5 separate regions of the Mus musculus genome follow, and all the other regions are linked to region 2. The links are chromatin contacts, called in public HiChIP or PLAC-seq maps. All regions are on one chromosome and are shown on one strand. Each heading gives the region's core, a stretch centred on a gene start, on an enhancer-like site or on the middle of the called end of the contact. The rest is flanking DNA. Distances are from core to core; before and after follow the strand shown.

What was found. HiChIP or PLAC-seq counts read pairs in DNA pulled down with a chosen protein or histone mark.
Region 1: a contact with region 2 is called in an H3K4me3 HiChIP or PLAC-seq map of craniofacial prominence, with 4 times the contacts expected there. The contact joins two enhancer-like sites. A contact is called at or near these places in 8 of 115 datasets of contacts at active chromatin or transcription factors (craniofacial prominence, embryonic basal ganglia, embryonic forebrain and 5 more).
Region 3: a contact with region 2 is called in an H3K4me3 HiChIP or PLAC-seq map of embryonic forebrain, with 5 times the contacts expected there. The contact joins the promoter of 1700063D05Rik here to the enhancer-like site in region 2. A contact is called at or near these places in 1 of 484 Hi-C or Micro-C datasets (bone marrow-derived macrophages), 10 of 115 datasets of contacts at active chromatin or transcription factors (craniofacial prominence, embryonic basal ganglia, embryonic forebrain and 6 more) and 1 of 9 other capture datasets (liver).
Region 4: an H3K4me3 HiChIP or PLAC-seq map of embryonic hindbrain shows a contact between it and region 2, with 6 times the contacts expected there. The contact joins two enhancer-like sites. A contact is called at or near these places in 1 of 484 Hi-C or Micro-C datasets (reprogramming fibroblasts) and 6 of 115 datasets of contacts at active chromatin or transcription factors (craniofacial prominence, embryonic basal ganglia, embryonic forebrain and 3 more).
Region 5: a contact with region 2 is called in an H3K4me3 HiChIP or PLAC-seq map of forebrain, with 5 times the contacts expected there. The contact joins two enhancer-like sites. A contact is called at or near these places in 7 of 115 datasets of contacts at active chromatin or transcription factors (craniofacial prominence, embryonic basal ganglia, embryonic forebrain and 4 more).

What each region holds. Positions count from the first base shown.
Region 1 is chr9:41,271,987-41,274,701 of GRCm38.p6, forward strand. No RefSeq gene overlaps it. Among named protein-coding and RNA genes, the nearest start is that of Gm25401, 66 kb to the right of the region's middle. Within about 2 kb of position 1,310, at least 110 of the 459 cell types and tissues checked have an H3K27ac peak or open chromatin away from gene starts, as enhancers often do. A contact at or near this core is called in craniofacial prominence, embryonic basal ganglia, embryonic forebrain and 1 more, where this site is marked.
Region 2 is chr9:41,934,561-41,937,260 of GRCm38.p6, forward strand. No RefSeq gene overlaps it. Among named protein-coding and RNA genes, the nearest start is that of Gm36227, 17 kb to the left of the region's middle. Within about 2 kb of position 1,336, at least 142 of the 459 cell types and tissues checked have an H3K27ac peak or open chromatin away from gene starts, as enhancers often do. A contact at or near this core is called in craniofacial prominence, embryonic basal ganglia, embryonic forebrain and 3 more, where this site is marked.
Region 3 is chr9:41,204,832-41,207,531 of GRCm38.p6, forward strand. 1700063D05Rik (RIKEN cDNA 1700063D05 gene) reads left to right here and starts at 1,324. Exons shown (of 5, transcript NR_040392.1): 1 at 1,324-1,498.
Region 4 is chr9:41,324,512-41,327,262 of GRCm38.p6, forward strand. No RefSeq gene overlaps it. Among named protein-coding and RNA genes, the nearest start is that of Gm25401, 14 kb to the right of the region's middle. Within about 2 kb of position 1,445, at least 26 of the 459 cell types and tissues checked have an H3K27ac peak or open chromatin away from gene starts, as enhancers often do.
Region 5 is chr9:41,390,727-41,393,426 of GRCm38.p6, forward strand. Mir100hg (Mir100 Mirlet7a-2 Mir125b-1 cluster host gene) reads left to right here. Exons shown (of 5, transcript NR_131928.1): 2 at 2,468-2,573. Among named protein-coding and RNA genes, the nearest start is that of Mir100hg, 16 kb to the left of the region's middle. Within about 2 kb of position 1,390, at least 30 of the 459 cell types and tissues checked have an H3K27ac peak or open chromatin away from gene starts, as enhancers often do. A contact at or near this core is called in forebrain, where this site is marked.

The sequences.
Region 1 (2,715 bases), core at 60-2,559, 660 kb before region 2:
CATTTGGTCAGTATTTTATTACAGCAACAGAAAGCAAACCAGGACAGCTAGTAAGACAGGGAGGAATAGAGGCCATTGGTGGGAGGTAGGGTGGATGGGGACTTTCCATGTAAGATACTTTGGAATGTGGGAGCAAATAATTTATTACCCAAACCTCTAGCTCCCTGGACACATTGCTGTTGGCATGTGTCTTATTTAAAATAAAAACAGAAGAAGAAGAAGAAGAAGAAGAAGAAGAAGAAGAAGAAGAAGAAGAAGAAGAAGAAGAAGAAGAAGGAGGAGGAGGAGGAGGAGGAGGAGGAGGAGGAGGAGGAAGAGGAAGAGGAAGAGGAAGAGGAAGAGGAAGAGGAAGAGGAGGAAGGAAGAAGAGTAAGAAGAGTAGTTCTTGTTTCTTAGAAAAAACTGTGAAGCCAATCCAGGGCATTCAAATACTGCAGTGGGAATGGAAAGGAAGGAAAAAAATGTATTTGGTGAGAATTCAGAGGCTGCTAATTGTCTTTATTGAAATAATACTGAATTAACAACTCAGAAAAGTTAGAAGACATCTTCTTTAGGAGGAGGAGGAAGAGAAAGGGGGAGGAGGAGGAAGGGGGAGGAGGAGAAAGTCCTTGTAAACAGCATAGAAAAATACTATTTGCAAATTTTGCTTTCCTCATCTCAAAACAAAGCAACCGGTGCGTGCTGTGGAGACTCTTAAACACGCTGTCCGCTTTCCTCTTGTGGTTCTAAAATCCTGAAAGTGCCACGCAGTCAGTCTACTCCAGGTCCCAGTCTGCCCTCTCCCCACAACGGGCCCCCACCCCCACTTCCTTTCCACAACAAACACTTTTGCAACCCTTTCTCTGATGAATGGCCAGAAAAGAGATACTGGATGAGAACAATTAGAAACTTTAATGACCCTTCAGGCAGCACACAATTATAAACCACATTCTTATTTTTATAAGGAATTAGCTACAGATTGGGCAGCTAGCTGCCCCTGTCATGCCTTGAAATATTTCTTCTCTTCCTGGCAGAGTTGAGCATGCTGGCACCTCTCTCTCTCTCTCTCTCTCTCTCTCTCTCTCTCTCTCTCTCTCTCTCTCTCTCTCTCTCTCTCTCTCTCCCTCTCCCTTACTCATATATATATATATATATACATATACATATATACACGCGGACTTGCCAATTCCAGCACCTTCAAATGTATTATCCCGTCCTTTCGTCTCCAAGATGACCTGAAATGACCTTTTGCTTGGCAGGAGACGTGACTCAACTGATAATAAAAGAGTTTTGAAGGGGGCGGGGAATGATGGCTAAGGAGGGAGGGGGGGGGTGGCTGTCTGGTCCTGGTTGCTGAGCTGCAAGGCAGTCAGGGAGGGACATGGAAGAGCAGGAAGGGGCCAGATCTCTAATACTGCCATATTTTTTGGCTACGGTATTTTCTGTTATTAATTTACTACATATCACCTATTGCACGAAGGGAGAAGAAAGATTTTTACCCCGCTAAGGCACACCAGTCTCTTTGTTTAACCCGGACCCGAGGCTGCTCAGCCATGACCACTGGGAGGGAGGGAGGGAGGGATGGGGGCGGGGCCGATGTCTGGGCATCCCCCTGCATCGAGGCCCCAGCTCTCCCCCTGGACGTGGGGTCCCAGCCCTGCAGCTTTCCTTCTGTAAGGCTTTGCAGCTGCGAGCACCTTCGCAGAGTAATATGGCTAGCTAACATTGCCCGGTGCGATTCTATTTCACACCAGCAGCCTTAGAGGGGCGTGGGCTTTTCCCAGAATCTTGATTTCTTTGTTGTTTAGGAAAGGCTCAAATTTTCACAAATCCCAGAGAACTCCAAGTAGGCGTCTCAGATAGATTTTAACGACTGGATCCCCCTCGCCTCCACCGACCCCACCCTGCACCGACTTAAGAAGGGAAGGAGACAAAAAAGAACTATTATCTAGGAACTCTGCGAGGTGGCAGGAGCTGCTACAGCCGCATCGCTGGACCTCCCCTAGACTGATGCTCTCTTTTGTAAAGTGCTGTTTTCCCAGCGACTCCCTCTTACAAAGGACATCTTGAGGCACACTGTATAAATTTGGGGTGTGTACACTTTGGCGAATCATCTGCACACCGACAGGGACAAAGGGGAGGGTTTCGGTAGGTGGTTTGCCGGGTGCTTTCAGTCAACTTAAGTAGGCGAGTTGTCCCTGGAGTAAAAATTGGATTTTAGCCACCTGAGCCGAACTTAGTGAGCTGCTTGTGTGTGCAAATGCTTGTGAAGTCCTCACACCAGGCATGGAGTACTCTGGTCCTTTCAGATCATGGAAGCACCTGCTGGAAAGTTGGCAGGGCTGATTCCTCAAGTTCCTTGTCCACAGGAGAGAGATGCTCTTGGCTGAGAGACAGGTACTCTGGGAAGTGCTGCACAGGTTTCTTCCCAATGTAAGAGAATTCACATCTCCTGGCTTTCGTCATTCATTCATTCATTCATTCATTCATTCATTCATTCATTCATTCATTCATTCATCTGCTCAATCAATCATTCATTTATCACAGATACCTTTGTGTTTCAGTGTTAGTCGCCACCAGTGAAAAAGTGCAATCAAAAAATACATTCAGGTTTGCCCTAAAGGAGTTTGTAATGAATATGTGAAACACAAACAAACCGACTTTTAAAGACAAACAAAGGAATGATGCTGTGGTTTTGTAGAAGGAGCACTGCTACCCACGTGACTTCCATTCAGT
Region 2 (2,700 bases), core at 86-2,585:
TTTTGGTGTGTGTGTTCATGTGTTAGAATGCAGGCACACTTGTGGAGTTAAAGGAAAACCTTGCGTTGTTAGTTTGTTTGGGACAGGGTCATTTGCTCGATGCTCTGTGTGACAGGGCTCATGAGCTTTCCCGGGAATTCTTCTATCTCAGATCCTCATCTTGCAGTGGGGGCACTGAGGTCAGACACATACCCACTGAGCCATCACTCCTGCTCAGAAAACCAACTCTTAAAGCCTAGCCAGAAGAATCCTGTCCCAGGAAGGACAATAAGGACAAGGAACCAGGCTGGGGGGGAGGGGGGAGGGGGGATTCAGAAACAAGTTATACTACAGAGGCCCCGGGTGGTGTGGGGACATAAACCTTCGAGGTAGGAATATCACCCCAACCCAGGGTTGCTGCCCAGTACCAAGGAGGGTATCATGCTGGCACTGGCATGACTGAGTTCTGTGGAAGCCATACCCCACCCCACCCCTGCATACCTGCAACACCTCCCTCTGTCACTAACAATGACATTGGGGAGGAGACAGGATCCCACAGCTTTAGACCTCCCTGCCCAAGAAAGATGCAACAGAAGACCCCGCTGTGGGGCTCCTTCCCCTGGTGACTTTTTCACTGAGCTGAACGACCACCTGTTTCTCCCAAATATCAGAGCATCATCCAAATTCTCTGCACTGTGCGCTGGGATGCTTTCGAGCCTGGGTCTCTTTCTTGGATCCCAGGAAAACAGGCTGAAACCCTGGTAGGTAGATAAAAAGACACGGATTGCCTAGAGCCCCTCAGGCCACTCGGTGATTCCTCCCGCACCCGCCATGGCAGCAGTTGAGCAAGAACATTAGTGTAACCTGTGTGGGGGAGTGACTATGAGCTTACCGACTCTACCTCCTTCCGAAGAGCAAGCTCCCACAAACCCTTTTCCCTCCTCCACCTAGTCCCTTCGCTGGCATGGTTCTCTTTCCTACGCAGAATTTATGCAGTTACTCGCTTTCACAAGCACCCAGGCAGGCTGTCTGGAGGCACCACCTGCTGCCAAGGCTATGGCTGAGGAGATCAGCAAACACTATCAGGGAGCCAGGCACCCAGTGGACCTATTTTCTGCTCCTTCAGCCAAGCACCCCCTGTAGCCGACTCCTGGGGCCCTTGCCAGATCCTGCCACGCATAGATCCTGCAGGGGAGAGCAAGAGACTGAGCACAGGGTCTTCCCTGGCTGCGCCCCTGCACGTGCACGCGGGCAGGTGTCCCTCCCCTCCCCCTTCGATTCCTGCGCAGGGCTGTGGTCCTTTGTGTCTGAGTCTCCTCGCGCGCGTCTGCTCTAGACTGGGTGGGGTGGGGGAAGCCGGAAGCGGCGTCTGGGACTTGAAAAATGCCTAGAAGGGTGGACCTTTCCATTCACAGCCCCGACCCCCTCCAGGGCCTCCATCCCCCTCCCCCATCATCCTCCTGCAAGCCCACACCACATCACCTCACCTCTCTTTCTCAGTTTCCTCTCCCCCACCCCCCGCCCCCGCCCAGGTCATCTGGATGTCATTGTCCCTGTGGTGGTTCCCCAGCTACGAGTTTGCATTCGCTGCCCCCACGTGTACGGAACTAAACGCACTAAAGCACCCCCACTCTGCATACCCTATACAACTTCACTTCCGGGGAAGACTCTCCAGGTACCTCATTCCCTGGCTCCATGATCCTCATAAAGAATGGCTTCTTTATCCCCAAAGAGTAATGAAAGGGGCCTAGGGGATATTTAACAAGAGCAGGGGGCACCGCCAGGAAGGGGACTACGTTTTTTTTGTGTTGAACAGTGGGTGGATGTGCTGCCTTGTGAGGCTTGGGCCAATTTCGTCCTTTCCTTAAGAATATAGGAGAGCAGTCTAATTCCCCTCCGCTCCTCTAAACGCAGACTTGGGAGGGGTGTGTGTGGACGGCTATACAGTGAACCCCATTAAAATGTTTTCCTTTTATTTAGCTTCAAAAGCTGTTACTTCATTCGATAACAGCATATATATATATATATATATATATATATATATATATATATATATGTATGTATGTATGCTGAAAAAGATCAGCAAAAACCTAGGACATTGTTGCTTTAAGAATCTAGACGAAAACACCTTAAATGAACTCTGCAGCAGACAGTTGAAGGGGGAAAAAAAAAAGCCCTTCTCTGGCCCTTGCTGCTTTTTGCCATTATTCATGATGTAATTTTTCAGGTGTTAGTTTGGCAGAGAAAGATTGGAACTGGGCTTGTTGCTAGGACATGAATGAAGAAGAGGAATCTCATTGGTTCCCCAGTACTTGTCTGGAGCCAATGAGATGGAAGGGGATGGAGTTGGGAGGGAGGCCACCAGGAAAAAAAAACAGAGAGAGAGAGAGAGAGAGAGAGAGAGAGAGAGAGAGAGAGAGAGAGAGAGAGGGAGGGAGGGAGGGAGGGAGGGAGGGAGGGAGGGAGGGAGGGAGGGAGGGAGGGAGGGAGGGAGGGAGAGAGAGAGAGAGAGAGAGAGAGAGAGAGAGAGAGAGAGAGGGAGGGAGGGAGGGAGGGAGGGAGGGAGGGAGAGAGAGAGAGAGAGAGAGAGGGAGGGAGGGAGGGAGGGAGGGAGAGAGAGAGAGAGAGAGAGAGAGAGAGAGAGAGAGGAGAGAGAGAGAGAGAGAGAGAGAGAGAGAGAGAGAGAGAGAGAGAGAGAGAGAGAGAGAGAGAACACTTCGG
Region 3 (2,700 bases), core at 74-2,573, 730 kb before region 2:
ATAAAATCTTAGAAAGAAAGAAAGAAAGAAAGAAAGAAAGAAAGAAAGAAAGAAAGAAAGAAAGAAAGAAAGAAAGAAAGAACTGGGTGATTCTAGGATAAGAAGCTTGGCTGTATGGGAAATGTAGTTGAAGATGAGCCTGGGGTTGAGATGGTGGAGCACTGCTTTCTCGGCTTCTGCTTCAGTCCCACCGGCAACATCTGTCCTTTTGATGATGGACAGTGACCTACAAGTTAAAATAAACCCTTTCCTCCCCAACTCATTTTTGGTCCTGGTGTCTATCACAGCAACAGAACGTTACGCAGAACACTGACTGGGACTCCAGTTGTCACTACACAGTAATATTGCAGGGTAACTTCAGGGTTAGCTGGTGCTGATATAGGGTAAGTCTGGCAAAGGTCTACAGCAAGCTCTGCAATCTGTGAGAAAGGAGTCTTGTACTAGTTGCTCCTTGTGTCTGAGGCCTAGTGGAACATGTAAGCCATACATGGTCTCGGGGTTGGTTTAGAGGACTCTTTGACCAAGAATAACAGCATTAGTGAGCTGACACAAAGGGATCCAGGGAATAATCTCTAAGAATGTGAGAAGCCAAGCAGGTGGGCACCGGCAAGACCCAAGATTTGGGTTCAAACTCTGCCCCCTTGTGGAGAACAGGCTTTATTGAGGGAGAGCTGGGGCAGGGATGGAGGCTGTGACTCTGGATGCGGGGGTGGGGGTGGGCTCAGGACACTGAAGCAGATTAGGGGCTAACACATTTACTATGATTGTTACTAGCACCATGGACAGACAGAGGGTGGCAGCAAGGCAGGGGCTTCTGAGAGAGTTCATGTCCCAGCATCAGGGATAAACAGCATAGTGGGGTCTCTGAAGAGAAGCAGAGCCCACTTGGTAGAATCCACTTCTTTCAGCTCTTGGGGATGTGGAAAGTTCACACCAAGAGCCTGCAGCCAGGCTGCTTGGTACCCAGGTAGGAGCCTGGGAAAGAGATGGTGAAAAGGATTGGCACAACTTTTGATATAAACTTACTTCCCAGGTGAGGTGCCTCAAGGAAAGCCCAGCTAGCTTAGAATTCACAAACAGTGTCCCAGCAGGGTGCCTGCCAGTGTCCCTGAATTGGCCTGAGCCAGGATGTAGTCTAACCTTACAGTCTTAAAGAGCTAAGCATCTGCTGTAGGAAATCCAGGGCCCAAGGACTCTTAGGAGTCCAGTCTAACGGCTTTTATTCTGTTTCCCTCAATGGCTGCATCATAGAGGAGTTTAGCTATCAGGCTGCACTGAAAATTCCAGATTCTGTGAGACTGGGTCACAATCAAGAAGGTCCTTAGTTGTAGTTTGTTGTCTTGCTTGGGTCCCTGCAGTTAAAACAAGATGCTCCTCCCTAGGTTATTATAAAACCCAGCAACTCGACCTCCCGTAAGGAGATCTGGGCTTTCAGAGGAGAAGCTGTGTTTCTATATGATGTCAATGTTTGAAGAGTTTGGACAGTGTTTGAGCTGAAGTGAGTTTAGGTTACAGGCTAATAACTCACTTTATGTACAGGAGGAAGAAATGGAGATGCCCGTCTATTTAGGCGGGGCTGTCCCAAGCGTGGAAGATGGGTGGAAGATGATTTGCATGAATGCTGGGTAGCATGGGCAGAGGAGCGATTTCCCAGCGTTGACTTAATCCTTGGTTTGTTTTTTATTTTCAGCCTTTTAACCCTGCTCTGCTCTTTATGAAACTGTGTGTCACAATGTTAGTCCACTCTGGCCTTAAACTTGATCCTTCAGCCCCAGCATCCCAAGTCCTGGGATTATAGTTAAGTTTCTCCACACCAGGCGTCCCAGTGATTTCAATAGATGAGCAAATTTGGGAGTCAATGAAATGGGAGAAAGACCCGTGTCATAAGGCATCGTAGAACGTCATTACTGCCGCCCCCGCGTCTAATTGCCGAGGACAAAGAGGGAGAGAGCTACTCAAGGTAGACATTGGAGAGAGCAGAGGGAGAGAATGACTGTATTAGGGATGTACAGTAGGGGGTGGGAGGGGCAACTGAGAAAAGGAGAACTCCAGAGATGCGATTCAAGGGAATTCTCTCCCTTCTGAGCAGAAGGTCCTGGGGTGCCCTAGCAGACAGCGGAGCATTAGAAAGGGCACAGCACTCCTGGACATTTTGCTGATGTTGTATAGCGACTGCATTGCAGGGCTGTCCTGGGAATATTTCTGTGCTGGAAATACGCCCCAGCCCCCGTTTGTTGTTGTTGTTTTATTTTGTAAATAACTAAGAGAAGAGAACTCCGTTGTTTTGCCAGATGGGATTCATTCGTTAGGTACAATTTATTCTTTTACTGTCACATAAACCCAATTCTAAGCATTCAGTCTGTGTGCAACTGTGACTGGGCCCTCCCCTAGAAAATTGTGCTGCTCTTGCTTAGAGAGAACATGTCTGCTTCCTTCTTCAAAGCTTTCCCTTGAACCCCAGGCTTCCAGCTGGAGGACCAGTGCCTGGGAGCTCTAGAGAGAAAACCCAAGGCTGCCCAGGATTCCTTCCGGAACGCGTCATTGTCAGGAAAAAGAGAGGGCCTTGATGTTAGACACAGACAACTCCTGGGGAGGCGGAGGTGAGGAGTTCTCACCGTGTCGCCAAAAGGACACACGGACTGTGAAGAGAGGATTTGATCCTTTGAGAGGATTTGTGGACCAGATGCTCCACAGGACTAA
Region 4 (2,751 bases), core at 195-2,694, 610 kb before region 2:
TAAAGCTGTCTCTTATCTAAACTTTGATTTCAGGAAGTAGTCAATTGGGGTCTGAAGATGTTAAATAAAAGTGCTCTATATGGATAATTTGCAGATTTTTGGTTGCATGGTATTTTTAGTGCCATGGAACTGCATTCAATTCCACTCTCTTCTTCCTTGAGCGTGAGCCTTCCCTTTTTTTTGAGCATTTCCACTTTGTATGCACATAACCAGCTCTCTTGGTGCTAGCGTTCAAATAATCTTTATTTTACTTAACATCACCACCCACTTTTGTTTTAAGGATTAAACCCAGGGGATATGTATGCTAGACCTCCGCCCTATCATTGAACTATATTCCCAGAACTCTTTTATTTTAGATTTTGAAATTTCAGAACAGAGTCTCACGAAATTGCACAGGCTAGCCTTGACCTTGCCTTGACCTCACTCTTGGAGCTCTTCTGGGATTCCTGATCCTCTTGCTTTAGGCTCTGAGTAGTAGGGATTACAGGCTTATGCCACCATGTCTAACTTAGCCAGTATGCTGTTAGTGATTGCTCTACCTTTTAAAAGTAGTTCTTATCGATCTCTTATTGTGCTTAATGTGCAAATGGCACTTTATGACAGCTTTGTGTAAAGGAGGGAGTGCTGAAGCCATATGGTTTCGTGTTACCTGTGATTTCTGGGATGTGTGAGATATCTCCTCCACAGATTTGGGAAGCAACTTATTGGCTGACATTTGAATCTTGGCAAAGGATTGCTCTAGATGAATTGATTCTTTACAAAAGCTGCCCATGACATCCCATGATTTCCTATCTAAATACAGAGGCTTCTAGGGTGTATCCCAGCCATGCCTTCACGACTATTTCCTAACATGTCTCTGATGTTTTTGACTGAAGAAAAGCATGGCCAACCTCACTCAGGTCTTCGTGTTGCCTAGAACAGGAAACTAGATCCAGAGGTCACACTATGTTATGGAGAGAGAGACACAAACATGGGCCCTGGTGAAGGGGGGTGGAGACGTTGTAGGCTAAGACACTACTACAGGCTGAGGGTCCCTGCCCTTTTTGCTGTGCCATGGGTCCTCTCTGACCTCTACGATGTCTTGCCATGAGGATGGTTCAGCCATTCCAAACTCTCTTTTTCTCTGGCTTAATCTAACATCTGAGAAATCCATTTGCTCTCTTTCTCGTACATATAAACACCTTGCAGTGTGTATGTGTGTTGGGGAGGGGGGCTCAGCTTTTTTCTTCCCTTAGAGAAAGCATGAAAACAAACAAAACAAGTCCCATGTCTGAACACTCCCAAAATTCTCAGAATTACAGAAAAGGAGGCACGTGTGAGTGACTGAATTTGTTCAAGAGCAGGAGGCAAGGAGATGTTTGTGTAACAACAGCCTCAGACAACAGGACCAACCAGAAGCACAGCATGGCTGTGTCATGGCTACAGGCCCTAGGAGAAGCTGGCTTTCTTGTCAGGTTTAGACAGATACCTTTTGTCAATCATGGATCAATGCTGGCCAGGCAAGCTTTGTCTCAGAGGCTTGCGAGGATAATGTTTCTTTGTAAGCGTAGTTTCTTTTGCCCTTTTAAACTCTAATGTCATTGTTTTTCAAACAAAACTCTGTGTGTGCTTTGCTGGAGCTTGCTGGATAAGTAAGCACTGTCATTTAAATGAGTATTTAATGTTATATAACTGTCATTTGGCACTTATAAACGGGAATCTGAAAATATCAGGTGGATAATAAAATAGATTTCAATATCATTCCTCAAAAAGGAAAGTGCCCTCTGTTTTTGTTGTGAATGCTGTCTGAGGCTTCCCTCCCCACGTCCCCTCTTCCCTGAGTAACAATCTTGTCTTCCAAGACCGTCAGAAAAATAGCCTATTTTTAAATTTTTAGACTTTCTGTCTTAGGGAAAGGGAAAATATTGTATGGAAAGCAACAGTGGCAGCCGCAGCAGCAACAACCACAACAATAAGAAATACCTGCCTTACAGTGTCGGCTGAATGCCCACGGATGCAATGCGCATGTTAGACACATCAGGCTAAAATGGATTCTAAGCGTATTCTTAGATTAGATTTAGTTACACAGCATTTTAGAGAGAGGTGACAGGTAAGCTTTCAAAACTGGTAGGCATTTTAGTTCATTGTAGCCAGAAGTTAAAAATAATTGCAATGAATTTTAAGTCACAAGAAAAACCTTCCTTCTGACCTGGCTCCCAGAGCTGGCTGGAGAAAGGCCTTTATCCAGGCATTTGGGACAGCTCTTTCTTTAGAGAAAAAGCCAGCCGTCTGTTTTTCTTCTCTCTGGGGTAGCTGCCATTTCGGACAGGCAGGCACAAAGCCGGGAACATAATCAAGGGCAGAGAAAACTCACCCCATGTTCTATTTGTCATGCTGACCCGCAGGTCATAACCTGAAAGTTTATGGATCAGGGAGACAAGGCCTCCCTGGAAGTCTGTTTTCTGGGCTTTGGCTGATGCTAAGTTCCTGACTTCTGAAAGAGGGGAGGGTGTGGACTTCCAGGGCTAGCCAGTGGGAAGGAAGTAATATTCATTAAGAGTGTCTCATGCAAGCCGCGCAGGCAAGCATGCTCAGTGTAAATTCTCCCGGAGTCTGTCAGCTATGTTTGAACTCAGTCCAGCAGGGCTGCCTTTACTTTTTTTTTTCCCTACCAGGAAGAATGCTCCATTACATTGTGCTTTGCCTCTCTCTCTCTCTCTCTCTCTCTCTCTCTCTCTCTCTCTCTCTCTCTCTCTCTCAGAAGATCAGTAA
Region 5 (2,700 bases), core at 140-2,639, 540 kb before region 2:
TTGTGTCAGGGTGTGTGTGTGTGTGTGTGTGTGTGTGTGTGTGTGTGTGTGTGTGTGTGTGTGTGCATGTGCATGTATATGTATGTGTATACATATGTATATTTATAGCAGTCATCTTAAACACATATTTTTTCTTTAAAATCTTTTACTTCTAAAACTAGCATATAAAGAAATTAATTTTCTTGGGTGTGTGGGTCTATGATTTTAATTCCTGTTTGGAATCATCACTCATAGCAGAACATTTGCCATCCTAAATGTTTTCCCATACCACTGCTTTGTACTCACATACCTCTGCCATGTCCTGTCTTTAGAGCCCCAAGTTTGCTGAGAGTAGTGTATTAACGGAATTAGAAGGTGACACTTGGCAGGGAGTGGGGGTGGGGTGGGTGGATGGCGTCCTCCACTCAATACAATGTCCTTTAGGCTCATCCGTATTGCTCTGTCAGTAACTCTTTTCATTATTATTCGATCAGATCCTTACTATGCCATCCACATCAGTGTTGAACTAGCATTAATCCCCTGTCTCAGCATCTTGAGTGTTGGGATTACAGTCATAAGTTACCACATCCTCATCCAGCTAGAACTTCCTCGCTTTTGTAGCTCCATAGTGTTCCGCATGTAACAACACTGTTCTTGGTCTTCCATTCGTGGATTACGGGGCATTCTGATTCCTTCCAGCTTGGAGTGACTGGAAATAAGATTGCGATAATATCCCTCTGCTTATATCTGTGTTAATATAAGTTAGTTGTTTTCCTCTACAGTAAATGACTGTAAGCGTACCTCTTAGTTTGGATCACGTCCCCCTTTTTGAACTTGAGTGTGCTCCACCCCTTGGTCTGCTCTCAGACTAAGACCCTCGCCTTTCCTTATGGATGAGCAGACCTTGTGGATCTGCTCCTTCTCATATCTTCCATCCCACAGCCTTTCCTTTGTAAACGAGGAACTCCCAGAGCACAATTTGAGTGGAGCCCATTTTAATTCATCTAAATGTTCTCAGCTCCGTGTTTGTTGTGGCTTGGATTATTGCACCAGTAACGTAGTACCCTCTGCTGGCTGGTTCACAATGCTGGCTCTATGCCTGTGATTTAAACAAAACAAAACAAAACCCTATAGGTGGAATGGAAACAAGCAAAAGGAATGGGGTGGGGGAGGAGGGGAGAGAAGGCGGAGCTGTGAGACCTCCCATAGAAATAGCAGCCTGACAAGTACACTTCATTTATTTGATGCTACACATATAGATAAATGTTGCAATATTTTTATGGAACCTTACAATATTGTCTTCTCAATTGTAGGCAAAGATGGGCTGTCTGGAAAGCTGGACCCAGCCTGGAGCCTGCCACCCAGATTGCTATTTTGTGAAACCTTCTGCATACAAATGACTCAGATCCAAACATTCAAAAATGATCTCGGAGGGCCATCTGGTTCTCACTGGTTCTAAAAGCTTCATTCAGCCCAGGGTGTGGATCCGGTTCAAAAGATAGAAAGAGCTTTTCACAGAGAAAGGTCTAATGTGTTCCACTGACCAAAGCTGCAAGCTAGCTTTTAAAACCAGCCAGCCATGGTGCTCTGAGGGCTAGTGGATGATGACTTTCATAGGTCAGTGGAAGTCTGATAAATATTTAATTGATGATGTGTTTGTATAGTGGTTTGAACACACACACACACACACACACACAGATGCAATTTTGTATCATCAAGAAACATGTGTTAATTTGTTTGGGTGTCTGAATGAGTCCGTGATTTAGACTGAACCAGCATGTCAGGCAGGCCATGAGGTCTACCAGAGCCGTGTAATCTTTGCGATGTGTCATTTTTAATTCGTGAAGACAATACAGTCAACCTTGCAGTCCAGATGCTGGTGTTGATCGCCTTTGCTGTTTGCATGGCCTGGCTGCTTGCCTTCCTGATCAAAGGAAGGTTTGTGTCCTCTGAAGCCAGGGGATAGGGAATGCTCCTTTGGGAGGCTCACAGCACGAACAGAAGTGGGAGCTTGTGTGATCTCAGCCTCAGCTTTGGGCTACACCCAAGTTCGGAGATGAGGCATCGGGGAATAGCAAGTGAAGTGTGTATAGTCTCGGGTGGGACACTTGCTTTCCTTCTCATTCCTGTGGGTTTCACTGTCTCATCTGACAGTAATGTTCAGGGAGAAATGTGTGTTTCCATTAATGCAGTCACACCAGCCCAAAATGTCTCATATGTTGTGGTCTTGAAAACTTTTTGTTAATGGCTTCCCATACTCTAGGATGAAGAGTTCAGGCAGAGGTTGCTGGCTCCCTAAACCCAGTACAGCACTCAAAGAAGTATATTCAAGTAAAGAAGATATTCAAGGGAGTTTGTTAAATACTGGGGACAAAACCCAGCTTGTTAAGGGCACCCACGTGTGAGATGACATGGGTGAATGTTGGGACCGTGGTGCAGTCATTGTACCCCTACTCCAGGTAACTCAGCTTTCTCTGTTCACTCTTAGTGAATCCTGCAATGGACTGACCTCATCTTCCCGAGGCTGTGATGTTTCAGGAGAGTTTCACTATTGCTGACCAACTGAGACCACCAGGAGCTCCTAAGTGCAAAGAGTAAGTGTTTTCTCCAACAAGATAATGTTTCCAAAACCAAACAACTTCAGTTGACCTTATTCACCATGTCTCTTCCAGGAGACAGGAATCCTTTCTGCAACCAGAGGCTATTACGAGTGTAAGTCAA